Linked DNA regions of Mus musculus: region 2 is linked to region 1. A link is a contact called in public HiChIP or PLAC-seq data. All regions are on one chromosome and are shown on one strand. The core of a region is the stretch at or near the end of the contact, and the rest is flanking DNA. Distances in the headings are between cores, read along the strand shown.

Region 1 (5,778 bases), core at 1,672-4,171:
AAGCACCATAACTGGCTGAACTATAGTGATAGCCCTAAGTTCAACATTACTTTGTATCCAACTCAGTTTCCTTCCATTAATACTGTTCTTTATGATCATATTTTGTTTCTTTTGTGTTTGCTTGGGGATGGGGCAGGAGAAAAAGGGATCATGTTAGAGCCTATAGCTTTTCTCACAGAAGTCAACATTGAGTATCTTCCTCAAATGCATCAATGCATGTGTGTGTGTATCTTTTGGCTTTTTGAAACGAGGCTCCTCTATGTACCACTAGATGCCCTGGAACAACTCATTCTATAGACCAGTGTCACCAATATAGACGTGGTAGAACCTGGGAGACTGGGGCTTATAAACAAGGCAGACTAAAGTCTTATGCAATAGCCAACTTTATTTGGAATTTCAACAATTTATATGAGGATTAAGAAAGAAATCACATGAGTTAAGTTCTCATGAATTTAAACTGTAAATGATCACAAGGAAGAGCCACATGTGGCAAAAACATGGTTTTCCCATCGAGGCATGGAAAGGATAGTTTAAATATTTAATTGAACAACAACAAGCAATACTGAAAAATTGACATAAACTCATTCCTATCTGCTATATCTGGGAGGAGCATGGAAACAGACTCCAGAAACAATTCCATGTTTTGAAGAAACTGAGGTCACAAGGTCTTGTTTTTCTTGAAGTGTTCTCACCTGTACTCAGAATTCTCCTCACAAGATTCTATTCCTGGACTGGGTTCCAAGAGACCAGGTTACTTTCAAACTCAGATCTGCTTGTCTCTGTCTCCCAAGTGCTGGGACTAAAGGCATGAGCCACCACTGCCCTGACTAGCCAGCTTTTACCTTAGAGATAGAGTCTCCCACTAAACTGGGAGCTTGCCAATTAGGTTAGGTTGCCTGGCCAGCAAGCCCTAGGGACCATCCTGTCTTTCTGCTTTGGGATTATAGTCACGTGCTTCTGAATCCAGATCTTTTTCATGGGCTCTAGGGAATCTGAACTCAGGTTCTCATGCTTGCAAACCTAGCATTTTACCCAGTGAACCATCTCCTCAGAATTCATTCTGAGTACACACTGTGCGTGCATGTGTGCGTGCGTGTGTGTCTTATAGTATGACATCAGTTTAGGGGAGAGGAAAAAAATAATTTTCTTCATTTTTATGATTCCTTATTTAGGACAGACCCCTGTAACAAAACCACATCAACAAGAGAACAATAACCCAAACAGTGGCATAGCCCTTTAATCTCGGCACTCAGGAGACAAGAGGCAGGCAGATCTCTTTGAGTTAAAGCCCAGCCGAGGCTACATAGTGAGCTCTGTCTCAGTAAATAAGAGAAAAACAGACAGAAAATTGAGAGCTTCTCCAAGGAATGAACAGCTCTCCAGAAGCTGGCTTAGGATACAAGTCGCCTTCAAAGGATAGTCAGTTTTTAGAGACATGACAAGGCATAAGGTGGCAAAGAAGAGTTTGAGTTCTTAGGGCTGGAAACCAAGAGAAGGCAAATAATATATGGCAGGAGAAAGGCTCCGGGGTCAGGCTTGTTATGTGAATTTCTTACTGGTGAAAGTTTGTGAAATCCCAGCACACAAGAGGTAGAAAGGGTTACTTGAGATTCTGTTTGAAAAAACAAAGATCTGTGGAAAAACCAAAACTACAAGATATTGACAGGTCTCAGCTGACTAGAAGTGAGAACACCTTGTTCTATAACATAGCACAGCTCTTCCTACATCTGGAGGAGAAGCCTGGCTCTTTAGACTGCCCAGGGCAGAGGAAGGCAGAAGCTGGAAACAAAGAGCTGACTGGTTTTGAAGTTATGCTCTTTGGGAAGGTTGAAGCATAGGGGACATCGTTCTCGGATCTGCTAACAGAGGCATGTCACCAGCTCCCTTTCCTATGAAGGTCAACCAGAAAATTTAGTTTCACCTCTGGTAGCACGCAGCTTCCGATGGGGATTCCCCATTGAGTTGGCATGCTGTCCATCCATCCAGCCCAGTAGCTCAGGCCAAACTAATGGCTTCCTAGGAATTTTACTTAAGATGTCTAAAATTGCCTTTGGTGATAAACCCACATCCCTCAGGTAGAGAAGGGAGGATCCCTTTGTCCTTGTGTGTATGTTTATTTTTATTTATGTGTTTGTGTGTGTTCTGGTGCCCTGGAAGGTCAGAGGAGGGTGACAGTTCCCCTGGCACTGCTGGCACAGGCAGTTGTAAGCCTCAGAAACAGAACTCAGTAGCACTCTTAGCCACTGAGTCATTTCTCCAGTGCTTAAAATTTTGTTATGCTTACAAGTGTGCCAGAGGAAGGTCCGGTGGAATAAATAGCAGGAAGTGCTCTTAACTACTGAGCCATGTCTCCAGCACCCCCACTCTCCCATACACACTCAGTGTTTTGTTTTTAGGCAATTGGAGGAAAGTAGACAGCATTTCTTGTTTTTGTGTCTTCTCTAGTGTCTTCAACTTGGAAACAGACCGTATGTGAGAGGCCACTTTGGTGTTCTAATTTTATTCGTATGGACGTGGGTCCCGTGTTTTGCTCCTCTTACTTCACAATACCCCATCTCTCTTCCTTTTCTTATCACGCAGCTGAGTCCCTGGAACAAAGTGCTCACTTTAGAAATGTTTGCGGCCGGTTTGCCTGGTTTAGACTGAGATTGGCCACGTGCATTCTCTACAAGCTCGCGATTTTGGGGACTGTAGAGGGCACTTGTGAAGAAGGATGCATCTTCAGGAGAGGCGGGAAAGGAGAGCTGAGGTGGCCCTCAACCTGCGCCTTGGATGTGGGCTTCTGGGACCAGAGTGTACTTCGGGGGCACAGAGGACCAGGATTAGATAACACAAAATCGGCGAGCCTGGGGAGCAAAGGACCTGGGTGGGACGAGTGGGCGTGGTCGTGTGCTCTGGGGCGTGGTCTGGGCGGGGCGAAAGCGCGCAGACGCATAGAGCAGGGTCTGCTGGCGGACCCGCGGTCAGTCTGCAGCTGCGGGAGGCCATGGGGCGCTTCGCCGCTGCATTGGTGGGCTCACTGTTCTGGCTGGGGCTGCTGCTATGTGGTCTGGGCAGTCTGGCGAGCGCCGAGCCCCGGGCCCCGCCGAACAGGATCGGTAGGTGCGGGGGATACAGAGGCGCGGCGATGCCTAGGTCGGTCTTCCCAGGGCTGGGTGGAGATCGGGGTCCGGAGACCGGGCCGTGCGCTCCGAGTCTGGAGGAGTGCCACTGGAGGCGTGTGCTAGCCAGGGACTCGGTATCCGTGCAGCTCCAGCCTGGGAGGCCCTCGGCTCTAGCAGCTGAACGCCCTCAAGAGCCCGCCTCTAGCTGTCCCTGGAGCTAAGTCTGTTTGTCCGGCCGATTGGGGCACGCAGACTCTGCACTGGGACCAGTCTCTCTTCCCCTACCTCCAGATCCCCTCCCCCGAGAAGGACTGGGACCGCCTCCCCGCACCTGCGCTCTGCTTACTGCAACTGCTGCAGCTAGCTGGAGAACCCGGTCTCTTCGTGGCTTTGGTTGCCTCGGGTTTTCATTCCTGGGTGTCTATTCCCATCTGAAGCTGTGTCTTTCGGGATCGTTAATGGTGTTGGGGCCATAGAGAGACAAAGAACAAAGCTGGGCGAAGATGGCGTCTGCTTTATTTAAAATGCGTGCTGGAGGGGCCCATTCATACTTCCCCAGGAATTGGGCACAGCAGGGTCCCTGGGTCCGGTGGTGCCTCCACAAAGACCTGGGAGAACCTTTGGGCATCTTTTGACCAACTGTCAGTTTGTAACTTCATCTATAGCACCTGTCTAGGTTCAGGGAGTCTGTCTTTAAAGAGAACCCCTTCCCTCAGGTTTCCCCAAGCTGTTAGTTTTAGTCTTGAGTAATGGCTATTATTGGTTAATGGCTTTTCAAAAACAAAAGCAACACTGATAGGAGGGGAAACAAACGGTTCCTCTTTTCCTTTCCCCCCCTCCGTATAGCAATAGTCGGTGCTGGAATCGGTGGTACTTCCTCCGCCTATTATCTAAGGAAGAAATTTGGGAAGGACGTGAAGATTGACGTGTTTGAGAGAGAAGAGGTCGGGGGCCGTTTGGCCACTTTGAAGGTGCAAGGTCATGACTACGAGGCAGGGGGTTCAGTCATTCACCCCCTAAATTTGCACATGAAGCGATTTGTCAAAGAGCTGGGTATGTGATTTCATAGCACTAAGCAACACTATGTGTGACTGGCCGTATGTGTTTTCCTAACACAGAGAACTGATGTTTCTGCCTTGTCTTCTACAGAGAAGTTGGTGAAACTGTTTCTCTTGCTGTGGGGTTTAGCAGTTGGTCCCAGCTTAGCATCGAGCCACTCTCCTGTAATGAGACTCTAAGCTATCTGTGTGGCATCAGCTCTCTGGAATTACAGCCATGGGGTTGAGTGAGGGTGGCTGTTGCTGTTAATTCTTTAAAAAAAAAATTAAAAAAAATTTTTTTAAAAGTTATATTTTAGCTATTTATTTTGTATAACTGTGGGGTGGGGGTGTTGGTCTGAGTGCCACAGGGTGTGTATGGAGGTCAGAGGACAATTGATCCAGTCAGTTCTTTTTCTTCTACTGTGTGGGTCTCAGGAATTGAACCCAGGTGCAGTCCATTTGGGGCTGAGCCATGTTGCAGCCCCCTGTTGTCAGTTCTTAAACTTCAGGCTTTGGGTTGAGAAATCAGAGTGCTTTGAGCTAGCAGAGTGTTTTTAGCTCATTCTGCTGCTGAGAAAATGAGATCCATGGGCTTCCAACACTTGGCTTGAAGTCGTTCAGACAGGGTTCAGACATGTACTCACGGGGACACATGACTGACACGTTGTCGGCAGAGGAGCGGGCCATGTTCGGGGAAGGCTGGCAGGCCTGTGCAAGCCTTCTCTTAGGGAATATTGTGTAACTCTGGCCGTTTCCCATTTACCTGAGTTTCCCAGTTTTGCAAAGTTGAGGCTTGCGTAGGATGGGACCTCTCTTACTCCTCGGGTGCCCTTCCCAGCCCTGGCAGAGGCTTTCTTCTCCATGACTGAGACTAGTGGGTTTAGTTTGGTACAGGTATGAGATTTTCTGACCCATCTCCTGCTGTGTCAGTTTGTGGATCGAGCAGTCAGTCCTGTGTCCACACTGTTCTAAAAATAGAACTCTAATGTGTTTCCTGAGACCTGGGAATGGCCCCTAAGTCACTCAGTCCAGAAAGTCCCTAACAGGTCTCCCAAATTCCCTTTTCATTGGACCAGTGTAGAAATCACTGGCCTACCTTTCCTCTAGCTTTGTCTTGTTTTGTATCATTTCAAGATTTATTTATTTATTTTTAAAATTATGTATCTGTGTGTGTGGGGGGGGGGTGGGTGGGTGGTGGTGGGGGGATATATCCATGCAAGAGTTACAGGTGGTTGTGAGCCGCCTGACATGGGTACTCGGAACTGAACCCAGGTCCTCTATAAGAGCAGCAAGGGCCCTTAACCACAGAGCCGTGTCTGGAGCCCCTCCCTCTGTTTTGGCAGGTCTCTCCAGTGTTCCCGCTTCAGGTGGCCTGGTGGGCGTGTACAATGGAAAGTCTCTGGTGTTTGAGGAGAGCAGCTGGTTTGTAATCAACGTGATTAAGCTGGTGTGGCGCTATGGGTTTCAGTCCCTCAGAATGCACATGTGGGTAGAAGACTTGTTGGACAAGTTCATGAGGTAACTATTCAGCCTCTGGTGGATCTAAGATCTGTCGGCCCGGGAGCGTGACAGGGTTAGTCTCCTGCACCAGCTCTACCTCATCACCACCTCATTAGGCAAAACGTTTTCGCAGA
Region 2 (5,778 bases), core at 1,336-3,835, 230 kb before region 1:
CTCCTGCTCAGAGGGCCACAGGTGGTGGAGCCAGCAGCCAGCCACTCCTTTGAGCCTGGAAAAAAGGGGCCTGGCAGGAAAACAGCAGCCAGGTGTGTGCTACAGGCCTGTTAACCCAGGTGCTCAGGAAACTCAGGCAAGATGACAAGTCTAATGCCCATTGGAGCTACAGAATGACCTCAAGGCCAGCCTAGGCCATTTAACGAACCACTACATTGGAATATAATAGGTGTTTTAGAAGGTAGTGGGAGGTATAGCTCAGTAGTGAAACAGTTGCCTAGCATCGTGTGAGGCCCTAGGTTCAATTCCCAATATCACCAAGGAAAACAGAGGATCCCCAAAACTCTGCCCCCAAGTCCCAGCAGGGGACTGGCTACAGACCCTTTGCACAACTGAACTTCTGGCCTTGTGCCAGCTTCCTGGGCTCAGCTTTCAAGGCGTGGGCTCCACAATTCAGGACACATCTGCTCCTCTCTGGAGCACCCAATCCACTCCCCAACGCCTGGTGAGTTTTCAGAGTCTCAGAGGAGGCTGGGAGTTGGCAGAAAACCCAAGCTGAACAAGAGATGAAACCCACCCCAGGTTTAGGAATGCCCTCACCTCCCTCCCATCCCCTCCCCCAAATGAGCTACCCCATAGCCAAGCTGCCCCCAGCTGCCAGAGTCCCAGACCTTCCCAGGGTCCCGTCACACGCCCATGCCTGTCTCCTGGCCCTATTTCTACCTCTAAGCCAGGCTCCCTGGGCACCAGTAAGAACCTATTTGTTTGGCAGAAATGTCTTGATCGCCAAGCCAAAGACCTCACAAGATAGCCTTGGTCACATTTGAGCATAAGGGACAATTCGAATGCTAATATTGTAGATTGAAACAGCAGAATCGGAAGGCGTTAGAAGGATGAGAGGGTTAGAAGTTCAGATATCTGCAGTCCACCTTAGAAAACCCAAGACCCCACTGAACTGCTTGCTTTCTTTTGCCTCCCCAGGCCAAGCATTCGAGGATTGTGTTTTCCTCTCCCTCCCAACTCTGTCACAACTATCGAGCACATGACATTTTTTTTCCATGAACAGATCTTTATTGGTGTTTTGAAATAATTGAATTATTGATACAGGCTCCATGAGATTCAAGGCAAGTGACAGGACAGGAGGGAGCATCCTTGTGCAGGTGGGAGGACTCAGGGAGGACTCCCAGAGCAGCTGCCAGTCTCCTCCAAGCATCTGGATTGTGAGGGTCTTAGCCAAGACCAGGCTCAGCTCAGCAGGCTTGGGGACGTGAAAGTGACTGAGCCATACTTCAGGGGATCTAAAAGGGTCCTCTCTCAAGATTGACATTCCTGGCTTCCTCAGAAGCTCCTGCCAGCCTTGGAAGTCTTTGCAGACCTTGGGGACACTGCTTTAGGCCACCAAGCTGGCCTCCCTCCCCAAACAAAGGCAAAGCAAGGCCCCTGTAGAAGGAGGGAAACTGAGAACCGGTGTAAAGACTGGCTAGGCCGGATGATACCCCCCAGGACATCTGCTCCCCCCAACACAAAGTCCCCCTACCAATGCTGGGAACAAGAAATGGGGTTTCTTAGTGGGAGCCCTCCGGTGCAGAAGACCCCTCCTCTTCCTCAATAAGCTCCAGGTCAAACTCATCCTCCAAGGAGCTCCCGACAGGGAGCAGGCGGAACTTCTTCCCCTTCAGGGTGCAGGTGCGGTGTTCGAAGTCCAGCACGGCATTGTGGTCCTGCAAGACGTCTGTGCCAATAATAGCCTCTTCTGCGCTGGCGTTGGCCACCAGAAACTCGGCCTTCAGCTTTGTCTTGCCCAGGCTAATTTCTGTGTCCCACACACCCAAGATCTTCATCTCTGCCCCATTGGCCACTTTGACCACATTGTTAAAAGGACGAAGAGTATCCAGGTCACCATCAGTGACCTCCTCCCATAAGGCGGGGTGAACCACAGACACCTGAGCCCCAGAGTCCACCAGGAATCTCACAGGCACATGGCCAACCTTCCCTTTAAGGTAGTAGCCCTTACCCATGCTGTTGGCAAACAAAATCTCTTCGGGCTCACTGAAGGCCTCCCCAGGGGCCCCAAAGGCCCTCAGGAGGGCTTGCTTCACAAAACTGAAATCGCCCTGGGCCTGGGAACTGAGTCCATTGTAGACATCCAGGGCATCTCCCTTGAGCGACTCTTTCAGGAACCTCAGTTTGGTGGCATGATCCCAATGGTTGAGGTCATCAATGACTTCAAAGCGGTGCAGCCAAAGGCTGGGAGCTAAGTTAGTACCAGTGAAAGGTTCTGGGACGAAGGCATGCTCCCGGCGTCCTTCCTTGCTTCTGACTCCGCTGGTGGCCATCCTTCTGCTCACCTCTGGAAGTTCAGCAGTAACACAAGCCAAGTAAAGAAACGCACAGAAGAGTGTGGGCGCAATCACGCTGGAGAGCGAGGGCTCTGTCGGCTGGGCCGTGTTCTTGCCCTGCCTGGACGAGTTGAAGGGAGCCGGTACAAAGTGTCTGGCTGGCTGCTGGGCACAGAGGCAGGCTGTGTTCTGCTTCTTCTGCAGGGGCCTTTTTGATGCCCAACCTGGGCCCCCAGGGTTCCTCATTCTCCTTTGTTCTAGAAGCTCCACCCCTAGCCCCGCCCTCCTGCCAGCATCTTGCCTGACTAGCAGGATTGGTGCCTCACCCTCAGTACCTACGGGACACCTGCCAGCCCACCCAGTGAGTAAGACAGCCCGGGTCAGGGGATGGAGCCTCGGGACCCTCCCCAGCCTATGCCCTAGAATAGCCCAGATGAGGATACAGGTGTGATGACATTCAGATGTTTATCATTAGAGAAGAGGAGACAGAAAGCAGGTCTCTACCTGTTTCAGAAGAGGGGACCCCTTTGGCCTCACCCCATCACTGCTTGGGGCAAAGAGAAGGCATCTGCAGTCACTCATCTCTCACAGCCTGCACTGATAAGGTGACTCATACATTCTAAATTAACTGCGGATCCTGTACAATTCCCTGGAGAAGAGAACAGAGAGGGATCCAGAGTCAAAAAAGCATAAAAATCTATCATCCTATCTGCCCGTAGTCCACCTTTCTACCTACCTATGTATACCTCTGTCTGCCTGTCTGTCTCAATCGCCTATTCATAGCGTGTCTATCTATCATCTATTATGTATCCTTAGGTATCCACCTATCTGTATCTGTCTCCAACTTCTATCATACCATATATCAACCTATTTATATCTGCTATTTATTTACCTGTCTCTAAGATCTATCAATCATGTATCTATCTACTATCTATCTAGCTATCTGCATGTCTATCATCTATCTATTTTGCTTTTTTGAGACAGGGTCTTCCTGTGTGGCTCTGGCTAGCCTTAAACTTACGACTATTCTGCCTCAGCCTCACAGAAGGGCCCCCCTCACCATCCTGGCCACAGATTGGTTCTAAGTGAGTTAGGACCCTCCCTCATACATAGCACTTTTATATAAGCATATTTTACTGTGGTCATCTTCTTTACTGGGCACTCCTAACTTGGAGGCAGCCCACGGTGGGGCTAGGCCTCTGCCTATGGGAACCAGAAGTAGGTAGGCAGAAATCTTGAACTTCAGGGAGCGACGTCCTGAGTTCAGGATCAGACTCCAGGTCTCCACGGGCCCTGTGCCCAGCTCCTTGAGTACTGTATCCTCTCTCTGTGGCCTCCCTGCCTTCTAGGAGGTCCTCCAAGAGCTCCCACCCTCCCTCCCAGCTCCCTGGGCTCCAACCCTTCTCTCTCACACACCTCATCTGAAAAGCAGCCGAGATTCAATGGAGTTGTGCTTAGTGGAGAGGGCCTGGGTGGCTCTGGCCAGAGGAGCTTACCATGGTGACACCTTACCCCCTCCACTGTTGGGGTCATGGACAGTCCTGACTGTGTCCCCGACAATCACAGAGTAAATCTGTGGGCTCAAGGGCTCAAGCTGGCCTGTGCATGAAACAGGGACTGTAGAAGGATCCCAGTTTTATGTCAGTGTTCATATGTTATCTTTTCCAAGGAGTTCTCTACCCTGCCCCGGCATGAGAACATACCTCTGGCTGAACACATGTTCTGTTATACTCTCTTATGTTTGTTCACAAGTCCTCCTGTAATGAACCAAAGCTAGGGCACACCAACTGGACATTCATGACTGTCTCTTGCTCTTTTAGAAACTTATCCTGGGACACAGGGTGGGCTCTGCAGGGCCCCAGGCCAGCTATATGCAGTCACAGAGTGGGAGGTCAGAACAAGTCAGTGGGTCACCTGTGGCTGTTGCACCTGACTGAGCCTGCCCCTGTCTCTCAGACCATCCATCATTCACTCAGCACCTAGCTGAGGCCTCTGTCCTGCCTCTGTACAGCCCCAGGGTCCCCACCACTCGGCAAGCCCCTCAGCACCTCCCGCCTGACCCGGTGAGCCAACAGAGATGCATTTGGTAAACACCTCTCATCACAGCTGCCTGACTGAGGTGGGGCCAGGGTGGCATACCAGAATCCCAAGGGAGTGGAATTGATTGCTGGAAAGGAGAAGGTGGGTCTCTGAGGCAATTGTGCAATGAACCACACGTGTCCTGAGACAGGGCCTAGCCACCCACAGGACCGGGAAGCCCCTTCTGCCAGAGAAATGCTCGTGGATAGGCTTGACGTCCTGGGGAGTGAGCGGGGTCTTCAGAGGACATCACCTTGCACAGCCCTGGAGGTGGGGAGGAGTGGGGATGTGGCTGTGGGAAGGGAGAGTAAGGGTGGAAAGCAGTGAGATGGAATCCTCAGACCACACTTCTCCATGTGGAAGCCAGATCTCTTGGTCCAGCACAGTCACAACACGGAGACAGAGATGGAGCGGGTGTAGAAGGGCTGCCCTGAACCCTGAGGACTTGTGCCATTGACGGCCTCTGTACAGGTCAGTGACCATGGCAGATAGCTGCAAGAGCTGATTACTAAAGGCTCAGGAAGTTTCTGAGTTACCAGCTAAGTGGATTCATGACTTGAAGTTGGATGCAGTGGACTGTTGACGCCACAGAAAATGGCAAGTGCCAATTTTGGATCCCCCCCCCCCTTAAAAACTGATTTATCCCTGCATGAACTCATAACAGGCTCCAGCCCCACACTCATCCCACCTCCAGACCCCCAAACACGTCCCTAGTGCCTGTGCTTAGGTGGCCATGGCTTGTGGCCGGTGGCTTCCAGGTACCAGTTACTTTGCCAGAGCCACATGGTTTCTGTGACTGCTAGCTAATTTTTGGCTAGTCATCGGAACAAGACGGAGGACCCAAACTCATCAGGAAGGTGAGAGCCACTACCTCCTGCCAGAACCCAGGACATCAAGTGTAATTATTGACCAATATAGACAGGTATTGGGGCTAGGGAGGAACGCCCTTATTAGCTCGTGAGTACCTCTGAGTGTACTTTGAAGCAGGCACACTGAACTTGACCCAAGAAGAGACAGACCAGGACAATAAACAGGCAGGGCATATGGAGCCTCCGCCTTCCACCCCCTCATGTAGATTCTGACCCAGCTCCAGGAGTTCTCTTGGCCGTTTTCCGTTCTCCGCTTTCCGCAGCGGAGTCGCCAGCTTAACAAGGAGTCCAGGACAGAGTTCCTCAGGGTCCCCGAGGGCCTTGGTGGGAAGTGGAGAAAATCCTGTTTTTATTTATGGATTTATTAATTTGTTTTCTTTTTGAGACAGACTCTGTAGTCCAGGCTGTCCTGAAACTCACGCTACAGCCCAGGATGGCTTCAAACCCACAGTGGTCCCCATGTGAGCCACCACACCTAGCACCTAAGCCTC

Evidence for each region. HiChIP or PLAC-seq counts read pairs in DNA pulled down with a chosen protein or histone mark.
Region 2: an H3K4me3 HiChIP or PLAC-seq map of embryonic stem cells shows a contact between it and region 1, with 2.1 times the contacts expected there. The contact joins the promoter of Asprv1 here to the promoter of Pcyox1 in region 1. A contact is called at or near these places in 1 of 39 promoter capture datasets (cranial neural crest), 3 of 115 datasets of contacts at active chromatin or transcription factors (all in embryonic stem cells) and 1 of 9 other capture datasets (liver).

The regions. Positions count from the first base shown.
Region 1 is chr6:86,394,293-86,400,070 of GRCm38.p6, reverse strand. It overlaps Pcyox1 (prenylcysteine oxidase 1), which reads left to right and starts at 2,921. Exons shown (of 6, transcript NM_025823.4): 1 at 2,921-3,098; 2 at 3,951-4,157; 3 at 5,488-5,662. The coding sequence starts at 2,987.
Region 2 is chr6:86,624,981-86,630,758 of GRCm38.p6, reverse strand. It overlaps Asprv1 (aspartic peptidase, retroviral-like 1), which reads right to left and starts at 2,585. Exons shown (of 1, transcript NM_026414.2): 1 at 1,049-2,585. The coding sequence starts at 2,585. The coding sequence ends at 1,566. It overlaps Gm46963, which reads right to left. Exons shown (of 4, transcript XM_017321863.1): 3 at 5,384-5,607; 4 at 2,901-2,988. The coding sequence ends at 2,918.